Regions from separate parts of the Macaca fascicularis genome. Here region 1 is linked to region 2. A link is a contact called in public Hi-C data. All regions are on one chromosome and are shown on one strand. The core of a region is the stretch at or near the end of the contact, and the rest is flanking DNA. Distances in the headings are between cores, read along the strand shown. Region 1 holds the start of LOC102138620 (V-type proton ATPase 16 kDa proteolipid subunit c-like). Region 2 holds the start of RPL7L1 (ribosomal protein L7 like 1).

The links. Hi-C and Micro-C count contacts between places; a contact is called where the count stands out from the background.
Region 1: a contact with region 2 is called in a Hi-C map of liver, with 2.7 times the contacts expected there. The contact joins the promoter of LOC102138620 here to the promoter of RPL7L1 in region 2. A contact is called at or near these places in 2 of 2 Hi-C or Micro-C datasets (liver and skeletal muscle).

Annotation. Positions count from the first base shown.
Region 1 is chr4:128,822,064-128,828,730 of T2T-MFA8v1.1, reverse strand. LOC102138620 (V-type proton ATPase 16 kDa proteolipid subunit c-like) reads left to right here and starts at 3,550. Exons shown (of 1, transcript XM_015449400.4): 1 at 3,550-4,925. The coding sequence starts at 3,992. The coding sequence ends at 4,450.
Region 2 is chr4:128,659,660-128,666,388 of T2T-MFA8v1.1, reverse strand. It overlaps RPL7L1 (ribosomal protein L7 like 1), which reads left to right and starts at 4,118. Exons shown (of 7, transcript XM_005552976.5): 1 at 4,118-4,431; 2 at 5,670-5,775. The coding sequence starts at 4,391.

The DNA of each region.
Region 1 (6,667 bases), core at 2,301-4,800, 160 kb before region 2:
GGTGACAGAGTTAGGCCCTGTCTCAAATTAAAAAAAAAAAAAGAAAAGAAAAGAAAGAGAAGAAGGAAGGAAAGAAAGAAAGTGACAGATTGTGAGAAAACATTTGCAACTTGTAAAATTAAAAAGTAATATATAATGGCCAGGCATGGTGGCTCATGCCTGTAATCCCAGTACTTTGGGAGGCCAAGGCAGGTGGACCGCTTGAACCCAGGAGGTGCAGGTTGCAGTGAACTGACATCACCCCATTGTGCTCCAGCCTGGGCTACAGTGAGACTCTGTCTAAAAAAAAAGAATTAATATGCAAAAATGTTTTAAGTCCCACAAATTCACAATAAACAAAAATTCACAATCAAAAGATCAACAATCAACTGGAAAAATAGGCAAAACCCAGGAAGAGACAATTCATAAGGAAACTTGAAAAGTCCAATAATCTGGAAAAGATCTCAACTTGAGTAATAAGCAGAAAAACGCAAATCCAAACAATAGTAAAAGACCAAAATTGGCCGGGCACGATGGCTCACACCTGTAATCCCAGCAGTTTGGGAGGCCAAGGTGAGTAGATCACTTGAGGTCAGGGGTTCAAGACCAGCCTGGCCAACATGGTGAAACCCCGTCTCTACTAAAAATACAAAAAATGGCTGGGCATGGTGATAGGCATCGGTAATCCCAGTTACTTGTGAGGCTGAGGGAGGAGAATCACTTGAACCTGGGAAGGGAGGTTGCAGTGAGCCAAGATTGTACCATTGCACTCCAGCATGGGTGACAAGAGTGAAATGACGTCTCAAAAAAAAAAGACCAAACTTGATCCATCAAATTGAACATATGTCAAAATTCTGTCACCATACATCAACACAGAGAGTGGAAGTAGAAATGTACACTCTTGGTGAATCCATAAATTTATTATTATTATTAATTAATGGACTATTTTTTAGAGTAGTTTTAGGTTTACAAAAACAATTGAACAGAAAATACAGGGAGTTCCCATTACTCCCCATCTCCCCAACCAGTTTCTCCTATAATTAATATCTTGCATTAATGTGGTACATTTGTTACAATTAATGAACCAATATTGATGCACTATTATTAACTGAAGTCTATAGTTTACATTAAGGTTCAGTCTTTGTGCATATAATTTTATCACTTTTGCCAAATGCATAATGTCATATATTCATCATTACTGTATCATACAGAATAGTTTCACTGCTCTAATAACCTGCTGTGTTCCACCTATTCATTCCTCCTTCCCTCACTCCTCAGCCTGGGCGACCACTGTTTCCATAGTTTTGCCTTATCTAGAATATCATACAGTTGGAATCATACAATATGTAGCCTTTTCAGACTGACTTATTTCCCTTAGCAATATATGTGATTAATGATTCTCTGTATCTTTTCATGGCTTAATAGCTCATTTCTTCTTATCACTGAATAATGTTTCATCACATGGATGTACCACAGTTTATCCATTCACCTATCAAATAATATCCTGGTTGCTTCCAATTTTTGACAATTATGAATAAAACTGCTATAAACATCCATGTGCAGGTTTTTGGTGAAAAGTTTTCCACTCATCTGGGTAAATATCTAGGAGCACAATGGCTAGATTATATAGTAAGACTATGTTTAACTTTGTAAGAAACTGCCAAACAGTCTTGCAAAGTGGCTGTACAATTTTGCATTCCTACCAGCAATTTTTACTCCATGTCCTTGCCAGTATTTGATATTGCCAGTGTTTTGGATTTTAGCCACTGTAATAGTTGTGTCACCGTATCTTGTTTGAATTTGCAGTTCCCTAATGACATTGATCTTGCCATGTGTCATGTGCTTATTTACCATCTACCTATCTTCTTTGGTGAAATGTCTATTCAGCACTTTTGCCTGCTTCTATTTTTTTTGAGTCAGGGTCTATCTATGTTGTCTAGGCTGGTCTCAAACTACTATACTCAAGCAATCCTCCCACCTCAGCCTCCTGAGTAGCTGGGATTACAGGTACCTGCCACAATGCCCAGCATGCTCACTTTTTAATAATGTTGTTTGTTTTCTTTAGAGTGTAAAGTTTCACAGCCCTTTGGAAGGGCAAGTTAGCTATACCTATTATAATTTAAAAAAAAAAAATTTAGAGATGGAGTCTTGCTGTGTTGCCCAGGTTGATCTCAAACTCCTGGGTTCAAGCAATCCTTCTGCCTCAACCTCCCAAACTGCTGGGATTACAGGTGTGAGCCACCTCACCCACCCTAAAATTTAAAATGCATTAAAATTCCCAAAGACCCAATAATCTCACTTCTCAGAACAGCCTGTGCATAAGTATAAGGGCTTTTAAGAACAAACCAAGGCCACGTGCAGTGGCTCATGCCTGTAATCCCAGCACTTTGAGAGGCCAAGGCAAGTGGACCACTTGAGGTCAGGAGTTCAAGACAAGCCTGGCCAACATGGTAAAACCCCATTTCTACTAAAAATACAAAAAAAAAAAAAAAAATAGCTGGGCACGGTGGCAGGCACCTGTAATCCCAACTATACTCCCAGAGGCTGGCTGAGGCATGAGAGCTGCTTGAACCCAGGAGGCAGAGGTTGCAGTGAGCTGAGATCACACCACTGTACTCCAGCCTGGGTGACAGAGCAAGACTCCATCTCAAAAAAAAAAAAAAAGAGAGAGAACAAACCAATCTTGTCATCAAATTCCTGTCCACCTAATACCAAAAAGGGTTTCATGATTAGAATATGAGGCCTATGAGCTCTTGGTGGCAAGTGGGTCAAATCTCTAATCCAGAATCTCTTTTCTTCCCTTATGTGCACTGATTCCCCTACACCAGACTCACCACCCACACACTCCTCTTCAAAGTCTCCAAATCACTATGTAAATCAGAGGAGTATTCTCCACAGGCAGAGGAGCTGTGAGAACTAAGCAATGAGACGTGAGTTTTCCCATCCAACAGTCACCTTGGAAAACAAAGCACTTGTTCCATTGCTCAGCCCAAGTCTGGACTCCAATTGGGAGTGACTTCCAAAGCCAGGTCCTGAGCCATATGGGGAAACATTCTTGTTATACTATTGTCACACAGCATTTTGGGTCAAAAACAATATTACCCAAAGTGATCACTCTTCTAACAGCCAATGTTGGCTTCTAATAGCTTTGGATTATCAAAGGATTTCAACTCTTTATCATCAAGGACATTGAAAAGAATTGCTGCCATATTTGAAGTTGTTTCGTTTTGTTTTGCTTTTTCCAAAAGGGGGTGTTCAGACAACCACAGGACTAATACCTTCTACGGAAAAAAAAATTCGGAAGACGATTGTCCTGCAGTAAATAGGATGTAGATGACTGTGACTGCTATCATAGCCAGCCTCTTAGAAGCACACGTGCAGACAAGAGAAAATCAGAGGGAAGAAGAGAAAGAAAGATTTAATGTAGAAACCAGAAACAAAATTTTAAAATAGCTCTACAAGGATAACCCGATTAGTCAGGCACCTCTTTCTCCTGAAATGACCTTGAGGTTGTAAATACGAGGGCGGCGCTGAGCCCAATAGCAAGTCTGTGGATGCCCCCTGGTGGCCAGAAATAGAATGGTTTCAATGGATGGAAATTTAACGTGCTCGCATCCCCAGCATGTTAAATTACCCAGAAAAGTAACAGAAAAAGAACAGACACATCAGAAATGTCCCTGGCCAAACCTTTCAAGTACGAATCAAGGCAAGCTATGGCGACGAACAAGCAGAGAAAAGTGGACTGCAAAGGAAGCAGTAATTTATCTGTCAGAGAAGGGAGGGCTCCTTCCTGCTTCCGGACCAACGGATATGAGTCTAGATGCGAGACATCTATTATAGAGATAATAGAAGAGATTAGCGGAATTAAGGATGGTTCACTTTTCTTCTTTAGAAGTACCATTAATGCTGATCGCCTTCGCCGCCGCCCGCGTGCTAGCCTTAGCGCCCGGCCAGTCCTAGCCCCCGCCTCCGCCTCGGTCCGCAGAGCTCGCCCCCTCCCCACCCGCAGACAATGTCTGAGTCCAATAACCGCCCTGAGTATGCTTCGTTTTTCGCCGTCATGGGCGCCTCGGCCGCCATGGTCTGCAGCGCCCCGCGCGCTGCCTATGGCACGGTCAAGAGCCGCGCCGGCATCGCGGCCATGCGGCCGGAGCTGATCATGAAGTCCATCGTCCCAGTGGTCATGGCTGGCATCATTGCCATCTATGGCCTGGTGGTGGCAGTCCTCATCGCCAGCTCCCTGAATGACGACATCAGCCTCCACAGGAGCTCCCTCCAGCTAAGCGCCGGCCTGAGGGTGGGCCCGAGCGGCCTGGCAGCCGGCTTTGCCGTCGGTATTGTGCGGAACGCCGGTGTACGAGCCACGGCCCAGCAGCCCCGATTATTCATGGGCATGATCCTGACCCTCATCTTCGCCGAGGTACTCGGCCTCTATGGTCTCATCGTTGCCCTCATCCACTCCACAGAGTAGCCCCTCTCCGAGCCCACCAGCCACAGAATAAGATGTAAAGACCACCCCTCCTCATTCCAAAACGAAGAGCCTGCCGCACGCGCACAGGGCCGCGGCCCCCAGTAGTTGATCTTGTACATTCGCAGTGTCCTAGTGCCCGTTGTCTGTTGCCCCGGCCTTGCCCCCGCCCGCCCCGTGCCGTGGACATCTGGGCCCACTCATCGCCCCTCCAGGCCCCCAGCGCCCCACCCGCTAGAGTGCTCTGTGTATGCAGGTGACTTAGAGTTGTCATTTCTCTTTACTGGATATCTGTTTATGAAGATCTGGCCTGTTCCCGCGTCTGCGGAGAGGCTCTGGTCTCCCAGCTATCTATAACCTTAGCTAGAGTGTGGCCTTGTGGGTTCCTGTTGCTGAGACTTCCAGGATGGAGCCACCCTGGCTGCCAGGCCCTTGGCCCTGCGCACAGCTCTGTCCAATAAAGTTCTCGAATTTGGGGCGGGGGGCGGGGAGAAATAACCATTAATGCTGTTATAATAACGACATTATACCGTTTTTCTTGGCCAGGCATGGTGGCCCGGCACTCCTGTAATCCCAGCACTTTGGGAGGCTGAGGTGGGCAGATCGCATGAGGTCAGGAGTTTGAGACCAGCCTGGCCAACATGGTGAAACCTCGTCTCTACAAAAATTACAAAACTTAGCCTGTGTGGTAGCAGGCTACTCCAGCTACTCGGGAGGCTGAAGCACAAGAATTGCTTGAATCCGGGAGGTGGAGGTTGCAGTGAGCCCTGATCTGGCCACTGCACCCCAACCTGGAAAGAAAGAGAGAGGGGAAGGAAGGAAGGAAAGAAGGAAGGAAGGAAGGAAGGAAGGAAGGAAGGAAGGAAGGAAGGAAGGAAGGAAGGAAGGAAGGAAGGAAGGGAGGGAGGGAGGGAGGGAGGGAGGGAGGGAGGGAGGGGAGAAAGAAAGAGAGGCTGGGCATGATGACTCACACCTGTAATTCCAGCACCTTGGGAGGCAGAGGCGGGCAGATCACTTGAGGTCGGGAGTTCAAGACCATCCTGGCCAATATGGTGAAACCCTGTCTCTACTAAAAATACAAAAAAATTAGCCAGGCATGGTGGCTCACGCCCGTAGTCCCAGCTACTGAGGAGGCTGAGACAGGAGAATCACTTGAACCCGGGAGGTGGAGGTTGCAATGAGCCAAAATCGTGCCACTGCACTCCAGCCTGGGGTAACAGAGCAAGACTCTGTCTCAAAACAAAAAAAGAAAGAGAGAGAAGAGGAAGAAGAAGAAGAAGGAGGAGGAGGAGGAGGAGGAGGAGGCGGCGGCAGCAGCAGCGGGGATGACGGAAGGGAGGGAGGAAGAAAGAAAGAGAAGGAAGGAAGGAAGGAGTGGAGGGAGGGAGGGAGGGAGGAAGGAAGGAAAGAGAAAGAGAAAGAAAAGAAAAGAAAAAAAAGAGAGAAAAGGGGCCACGTGCAGTGACTTACGCCTGTAATCCCAGCACTTTGGGAGGCCAAGATCAGGGAGATCACTTGAGGTCAGACATTTGAGACCATCCTGGGCAACATGGCAAAACCCCATCTCTACAAAAAGTACAAAAATTAAACAGGCATGGTGGCAAATGCCTGTACTTGGGAAGCTGAGGTGGAAGGATCGCTTGAGCCTAGGAGGTGGAGGTTGCAGTTAGCTGAGACTTTGCCACTGCACTCCAGCCTCAGTGACAGAGCGAGACCCTGTCTCAAAATAAAAATAAAAGGAAAGAAAGAGACCAGAGCTTTCCCCAAGCCAGTACTGAGGAAAGGCCATGTGAGGACACCATGAGAAGACCCATCTGCAAGCCAGGGAGAGAGGCCTTGACAGAAACCAACCCTGCTGGCACCTTCCTCTTGGACTTCAGCCTCCAGAACTGTGAGAAAATAAATGCCTGGTGCTCAAGCTGCTCAGTCTATGGTATTCTGTCATAGCAGCCACAGCTAACTAATGCACTCTCCCTCCCACTCAAGAGGTCACCATTAATCTGAACACCTTAGCTTTTTCGTTTTCTTTCTTTTCTTTTCTTTTTTTTTTTTTTTTTTTTTTTTGAGACAGAGTTTGGCTCTTGTTGCCCAGGCAGGAGTGCAATGGTGCAATCTTGGCTCACCACAACCTCCACCTCCCAGGTTCAAGCGATTCTCCTGCCTCAACCTCCCGAGTAGCTGGGACTACAGGTGTCCGCCACCATGCCCAGCTAATTTTTT
Region 2 (6,729 bases), core at 2,869-5,368:
TGTAATCCCAGCCCTTTGGGAGGCCAAGGCAGGCGGATCACGAGGTCAAGAAATTGAGACCATCCTGGCCAACATGGTGAAACCCCATCTCTACTAAAAATACAAAAATTAGCCGGGCATAGTGATGTGCACCTGTAGTCCCAGCTACTACTTCAGAGGCTGAGTCCAGAGAATTGCTTGAACCCGGGTGGCAGAGGTTGCAGTAGGCCGAGATAGTACTACTCTACTCCAGCCTGGCGACAGAGTGAGATTCCATCTCAAAAACTCAAACACACACACACACACACACACACACACACACACACACACACACAAAATCTGGGAACATTTTTTACACCCTATTCTGTATCCCAAATGTTTGGGAGTATTACAATCAGGATTATTTGGTTGTAAACAACAGAAAATTATTCTAGTTAACCAACATAAAGGGATTTTGTAAGGAGAATAAGAATTAAAGAAAACATTGAAGAACCCACCAGGCTTGAGAAGAATAGAGACAAAGAAACTCTAGGAGGTCTTCTTAGGTGGAAATCCTTAAGTTTTGCCCCCAACTGGGTGCAGTGGCTCATACCTGTAATCCCAGCACTTTGGGAGGCCAAGGTGGGCAGATCACTTGAGGTCAGGAGTTCAAGACCAGTCTGGCCAATATGGTGAAACCCGTCTTTACTAAAAATACAAAAATTAGCCAGGTGTGGTGGCACATGCCTGTAGTCCCAGCTACTTGGGAGGCTGAGGCACGAGAATTGCTTGAACCCGAGAGGCAGAGGTTGCAGTGAGCCAAGATTATACCATTGCACTCCAGCCTGGGCGACAGAGCAAGACTTTGTCTCAAAAAAAAAAAAAAAAAAGTCTTGTCTCAAATCTCATACTTTGTGCCATCATCACTCATCGCTCAAAATTCAAAATCACAGAGAAATTTAGCATCTCATACCCACTCCCAATAGGGTGATTAAAAGAATTGAAAAGATCTTCCAAAGACTACTTTAAGTATTAGAGGGAAACGTTCGGATTTGGTATCCTCCCAACAGCCGCCCAACTGTACATGATGAAGAAGAGATAAGTTCACAAGAGGATTGGAATTTTTTTTTTTTTTTTTTTTTTGAGACAGGGTCTCACTCTGTCACCCAGGCTGGAGTGCAGCAATTCTTGTGCCTCAGCCTCCCAAGTAGCTGGGATTACAGGTATGCACCATCACACCCAGCTAATTTTTGTATTTTTAGTAGAGATGGGGTTTCACCATGATGGTCAGACTGGTTTTGAACTTCTGGCCTCAGGTGATCTGCCTGCCTCAGCCTCTCAAAGTGCTGGGATTACAGGCATGAGCCACCACACCCGACCTCAGTAACCTCACTTTGAAAAAAAGATCTAGGACACATGCTCAATGCTCAGTAAACACATATTCAGTTAATGAATAATTGTTTAAGAGTGGGGCTCTTTTCTTTCTCCCTGTGTCAGTCTGGTGGAGTAATGGCGTTGGCGCTGAGAATAAGTATTCTCCTAGCACCATCTGCTGGCAGTAGAAAACCATTTCCTGAATCCTGGCCTCGATCCCATTCAGCCTTGCAGTACTGGTTTTTTGGGGGTTGTTTTGAGACAGAGTCTGGCTCTGTTGCCCAGGCTGGAGTACAGTGGCATAATCTCGGCTCACTGCAACCTCTGCTTCCCAGGTTCAAGCAATTATCGTGCCTCAGCCTCCCAAGTAGCTGGGACTACAGGCATATGCCACCATGCTCGGCTAATTTTTATATTTTTAGTAGAGACAGGGTTTTGCCATGTTGCTGAGGGTGGTCTTGAACTCCTGAGCTCAAGTGATCTGCCCGCCTCAGCCTCCCAAAGTGCTGGGATTACAGGTGTGAGCCATCGGGGCCCGGCTGGAGTATTGTTAACCCTAAAATTCCTCCTCCCTTTAATATTATTGATACCACAGACTCTACCTTTTATCCATAGACAGGAAAAATCACAAAACATTTAACTTTTTGCTTTTTTGTTTACTATTTAGTGAATGTCTTACACTTTGATGACCCTTGTATTTTGCCTCTTTACAAAGACACACGGTGAGGTGCTGAAAGAGAATGGGCCTCCCTCTTTCAGTGTGTGACCCTGAATACTGGGTTGTCCTGACACTTATTCATCAGAAAGTGACCTGTGCCCATGGCAGTCTTTCCGGTTGGACTAGTTACATGGCAACACGAGGCCTTTAGCTGCCACCAGTATCAGTATCAATAGTGCCAAAATCGAGAAATTGGTGCTAGACCCTTAGGATCAGTGATGAGCAAGCAGTCATGGTTCCTGACCTCCTAGTATCGTGTGGAAGAAATATTAAATATATAATAATGTCCTGAGGGAAATCAGACACTAGAGTCTTACTAGTCAGCCCATAGACCAGTAGCACCAGTGTCATTCTGAAGCCTGTTAAAAATGCAGAATATTGGCCGGGCGCAGTTGCTCACGCCTGTAATCCCAGCACTTTGAGAGGCTGAGGCGGGCGGATCACAAGGTCAGGAGATCGAGACCATCCTGGCTAACACGGTGAAACCCCGTCTCTACGAAAAATTCAAAAAATTAGCCAGGTATGGTGGTGGGCGCCTGTAGTCCCAGCTGCTCGGGAGGCTGAGGCAGGAGAATGGCGTGAACCCGGGAGACAGAGCTTGCAGAGAGCCGAGATCATGCCACTGCACTCCAGCCTGGGGGACAAAGCAAGACTCCATCTCAAAAAAAAAAAAAAAAAAAGGCCGAGCGCGGTGGCTCAAGCCTGTAATCCCAGCACTTTGGGAGGCCGAGGCGGGTGGATCACGAGGTCAGGAGATCGAGACCATCCTGGCTAACATGGTGAAACCCCGTCTCTACTAAAAATACAAAAAACTAGCCGGGCGTAGTGGCGGGCGCCTGTAGTTCCAGCTACTCGGAGGCTGAGGCAGGAGAATGGCGTGAACCTGGGAGGCGGAGCTTGCAGTGAGCCGAGATCGCCCCACTGCACTCCAGCCTGGGTGACACAGCGCGAGACTCCGTCTCAAAAAAAAAAAAAAAAAATGCAGAATATCAACTCCCCACCCGGCTTCCTGAATAAAAATCTGTATTTTAGTAAAATCTTCAGATGACTCCTATTCACTATTAATGCTTGAGAAGCGCTGCTCTGGAGGTTTGCGGAGATAAGACTTGTGTTGTTTTTCAGGATTTTTAATTTAAAAAAATTATTTTTTTATTTTTTTGAGACACTCTCGCTCTGTCGCCCAGGCTGGAGTGCAGTGGCACAAACTGGGCTCATGCAGCCTCCGCCTCCCGAGACTTCAGGCGCGAGCCACCACGCCCAGCTAATTTTTTGTATTTTTAGTAGAGACGGGGTTTCACCATCTTGGCCAGGCTGGTCTCCAACTCCTGACCTCAAGTGATCCACCTGCTTTGGCCTCCCAAAGTGCTGGGATTACAGGTGAAAGCCACCGGCTCCGGCCTACTTTTTCAGGATTTTATATAGACCGGGAGGGAAGAATGCATATTCCAGGTGATGACAGCTGTATAAGGGTTTTATTTTCATTCCTTTTTTTTTTTTTTTTTTTTTGAGACGGAGTCTTGCTCTGTCGCCATGTTGGCCAGGCTGGTCTCGAACTCCTGACCTAAGGTGATCCTCCCGCCTTGGCCTCCTAAAGTGCTGGGATTACAGGCGTGAGCCACCGCGCCCGGTCTGTATAACGGTTTTAGATGGCAAGGAAGCAAGTTGTAGTTTTCGGTCCAGCAGTAATAGTAACAAACATAGTGCTGACAGACACTGCTAAACGCTTTACGCTTTATATAATCTCCTGTAATCCTCGTAACGCCATTAGGTAGACCTATTATTACTGTATACCCATTTTATGGGTAATGAAGCCGCAGTACAGAGGGGTTAAATAACGTCTTCAAGGATCCATCGACGGAGCCAAGCTGACGGAATCGCAGCTACCTGTTTTACCACTCTAAGTCCTCAATAAACACTTGCACCTACATGTGAGAGCCAAAACCATAGCCTCCAAATTTTTCCACAGAGCGAAAAGGTTTCCCGCAATTTGTCTGTCTTCCTCCTCAGAGACGCAGCAGAGCCGCGCCGGAAGTGCGGCGCCTTCGCTAGAGCGGACGCCATAGGTGCATTGTGGGAAGCACTTCATTGTCCACAGCCAAGCTGTTTGTGATGAAACTGTAACTTACAAAAAAAAGGGCTGGGTTTTGAAAATGATACAGGCTCTAAAAACCCTGGAAGCGCTGCAACTTTTGGCAGGAATCGGGGTTAGCAGGACCTCAGCGGCTCACTGCGGCTAAGTGACCGCTGACTGTCTGGGTCCTCCAGCGTGAGTTAGAACAGACATCTCTATGGTCAAGGAAACAGAGCGAGTGCTGTCTTCCGCATGTGTTGGGGTTGCGCATGATCAGTAGCTGCACCACTAGAAAGATGGCGGAGCAAGAGTGAGTGGGGCTTTGAATATCTGGAATTGGGTGTTGAGTATCTGGTGCCATCCACGGTGTTTATGCCTCGGTGGCGGATTCTTGTGGGCTCTAGGAATAGAAAAGGCCACAGTTTACAAAGGGTGGGGATGAGAAGCCGTAGCGCTGTGGCGGAGGAGGGAGGGGACCGCGGTCAATTTCGGGTTATCTAGAGAGGCGAGGATTGACTTCAGGCAGCGGGCTGGAGTGCCACAGTTGAATTCACCCAGCCTGACAAGTATTAACCCTGCAGATAGGTCTGCACCCACCCCAACCCCATGGGGTTTTACTAGATTCGTCGCTGCTAGTGCCTATGAAGAGCTGTGGCAGTGAAAATCCTGTTAACTTACAGGAACGCAGAGGCTAAAGGGCTCTTTACTTTTTGAGGCATTGGGGATGAGTGAATATTAGGGGTACATTTTGAGGCCTGGAGTCAGAAACCGCAGGTTTCAGGGGAATCTTTCTTCAGACACTTGAAAACAGTAATGTTCCCTGAAGCCCAGGATATTGACTTGGTTTGGAAATCCATTGAATGTTCGTTTTTTTTGTTGTTGTTGTTGTTTTTTTGAGACGGAATCTTGCTATGTCGCCCAGGCTGGAGTGCAGTGTCGAAATCTCGGCTCACTGCAACCTCCGCCTCCCGGATTCAAGCGATTCTCCTGCTTCAGCCTCCGGAGTAGCCGAGATTACAGGCGTGCGCCACCCCGCCAAGCTAATTTTTTATTTTTGGTAGAAACAGGGGTTTCACCATGTTGGTCAGGCTGGTCTCGAACTCCTGACCTCAGGTGATATCCCCCCCCCACCTCGGCCTCCCAGAATGCTGGGGTTATAGGCTTGAGCCACCGCGCCCAGCCAAGTGTTCTTTTTCTTTTTCTTTTTTTTTTTTGAGACGGAGTCTTGCTCTGTCGACCAGGCTGGAGTGCAGTGGCCGCATCTCAGCTCACTGCAAGCTCCGCCTCCCGGGTCTATGCCATTCTCCTGCCTCAGCCTCCCGAGTAGCTGGGACTACAGGCACCCGCCACCTCACCCGGCTAGTTTTTTGTATTTTTTAGTAGAGACGGGGTTTCACCGTATTTAGCCAGGCTGGTCTCGATCTCCTGACCTTGTGATCCGCCCGTCTCGGCCTCCCAAAGTGCTGGGATTACAGGCTTGAGCCACCGCGCCCGGCCTCAAGTGTTCGTTTTCTAAATGTTATCTCTGATCTCAATTTTCTGCATCAGGCAAAGAAAAATCCCTTTGGTTCCAGAAAATCTGCTGAAAAAGAGGAAGGCTTATCAAGCCCTCAAAGCCACCCAGGCAAAGCAGGCACTTTTGGCAAAGAAGGAGGTAATGGTGGGGAACCAAGATAAAGTAATTAGAATTTGTATTAGGTGAGTTTTATCCAGCATGTGTTGGACTACATTTGGTATTTACGAGCTCCCCGCAACAGTTTGACAAACCAGGTATCGTTGTCTCTCAGTGTCCTTAGGGGGTTGGTTCCAGGACTCCCACAGATGCCTAAATCTGAGACTGCTGAAGTCCCTTATATAAAATGGTTGTGGTATTTGCATATCATCTGTACTCCTTCCGCCTATGTAATTTAAATTCTCTTTGGATTACTTAATAGCTTTTTTTTTTTTTTTTTTTTTTGAGGCAAGAGTCTCACTGTGTTCTGGAGTGCAGTGACACAGTCTCGACTCACTGCAACCTCTGCCTACTGGGCTCAAGCAATTCTCCTGCCTCAGTCAACCAAGTAGCTAGGATTACAGGCATGTGACTAATTTTAGCTAAATTAGCCACCACACTCGGCTAATTTTTTTTTTTATTTAATTTAATTTTGTTTTGTTTTTGAGACAGAGTCTCACCTGTCTCCCAGGCTGGAGTACAGGGATGTGATCTCGGCTTACCACAACCTCCGCCTCCCGGGTTCAAGCGATTCTCCTGCGCCAGCCTCCCGAGTAGCTGGGATTACAAGGATGTGCCACCATGCCCTGCTAATTTTTGTATTTTTAGTAGAGACGAGGTTTCACCATGTTGACCAGGCTGGTCTGGAACTCATGGACTCAAGTGATCTACCCACCTCGGCCTCCCAAAGTGCTGCGATTACTGGCATCAGCCACCCCACATGGCCACTGGCTAATTTTTGTATTTTTAGTAGAGATGTTTTAACATGTTGGCCATGCTGGTCTCAAACTCCTGGCCTCAAGTGATCCACCCACTGGCCTCTCAAAGTGCTGGGATTATAGACCTGAGCCACCCTGCCTGGCCTGGGTTACTGATAGCTAATACAGTGTACATAAT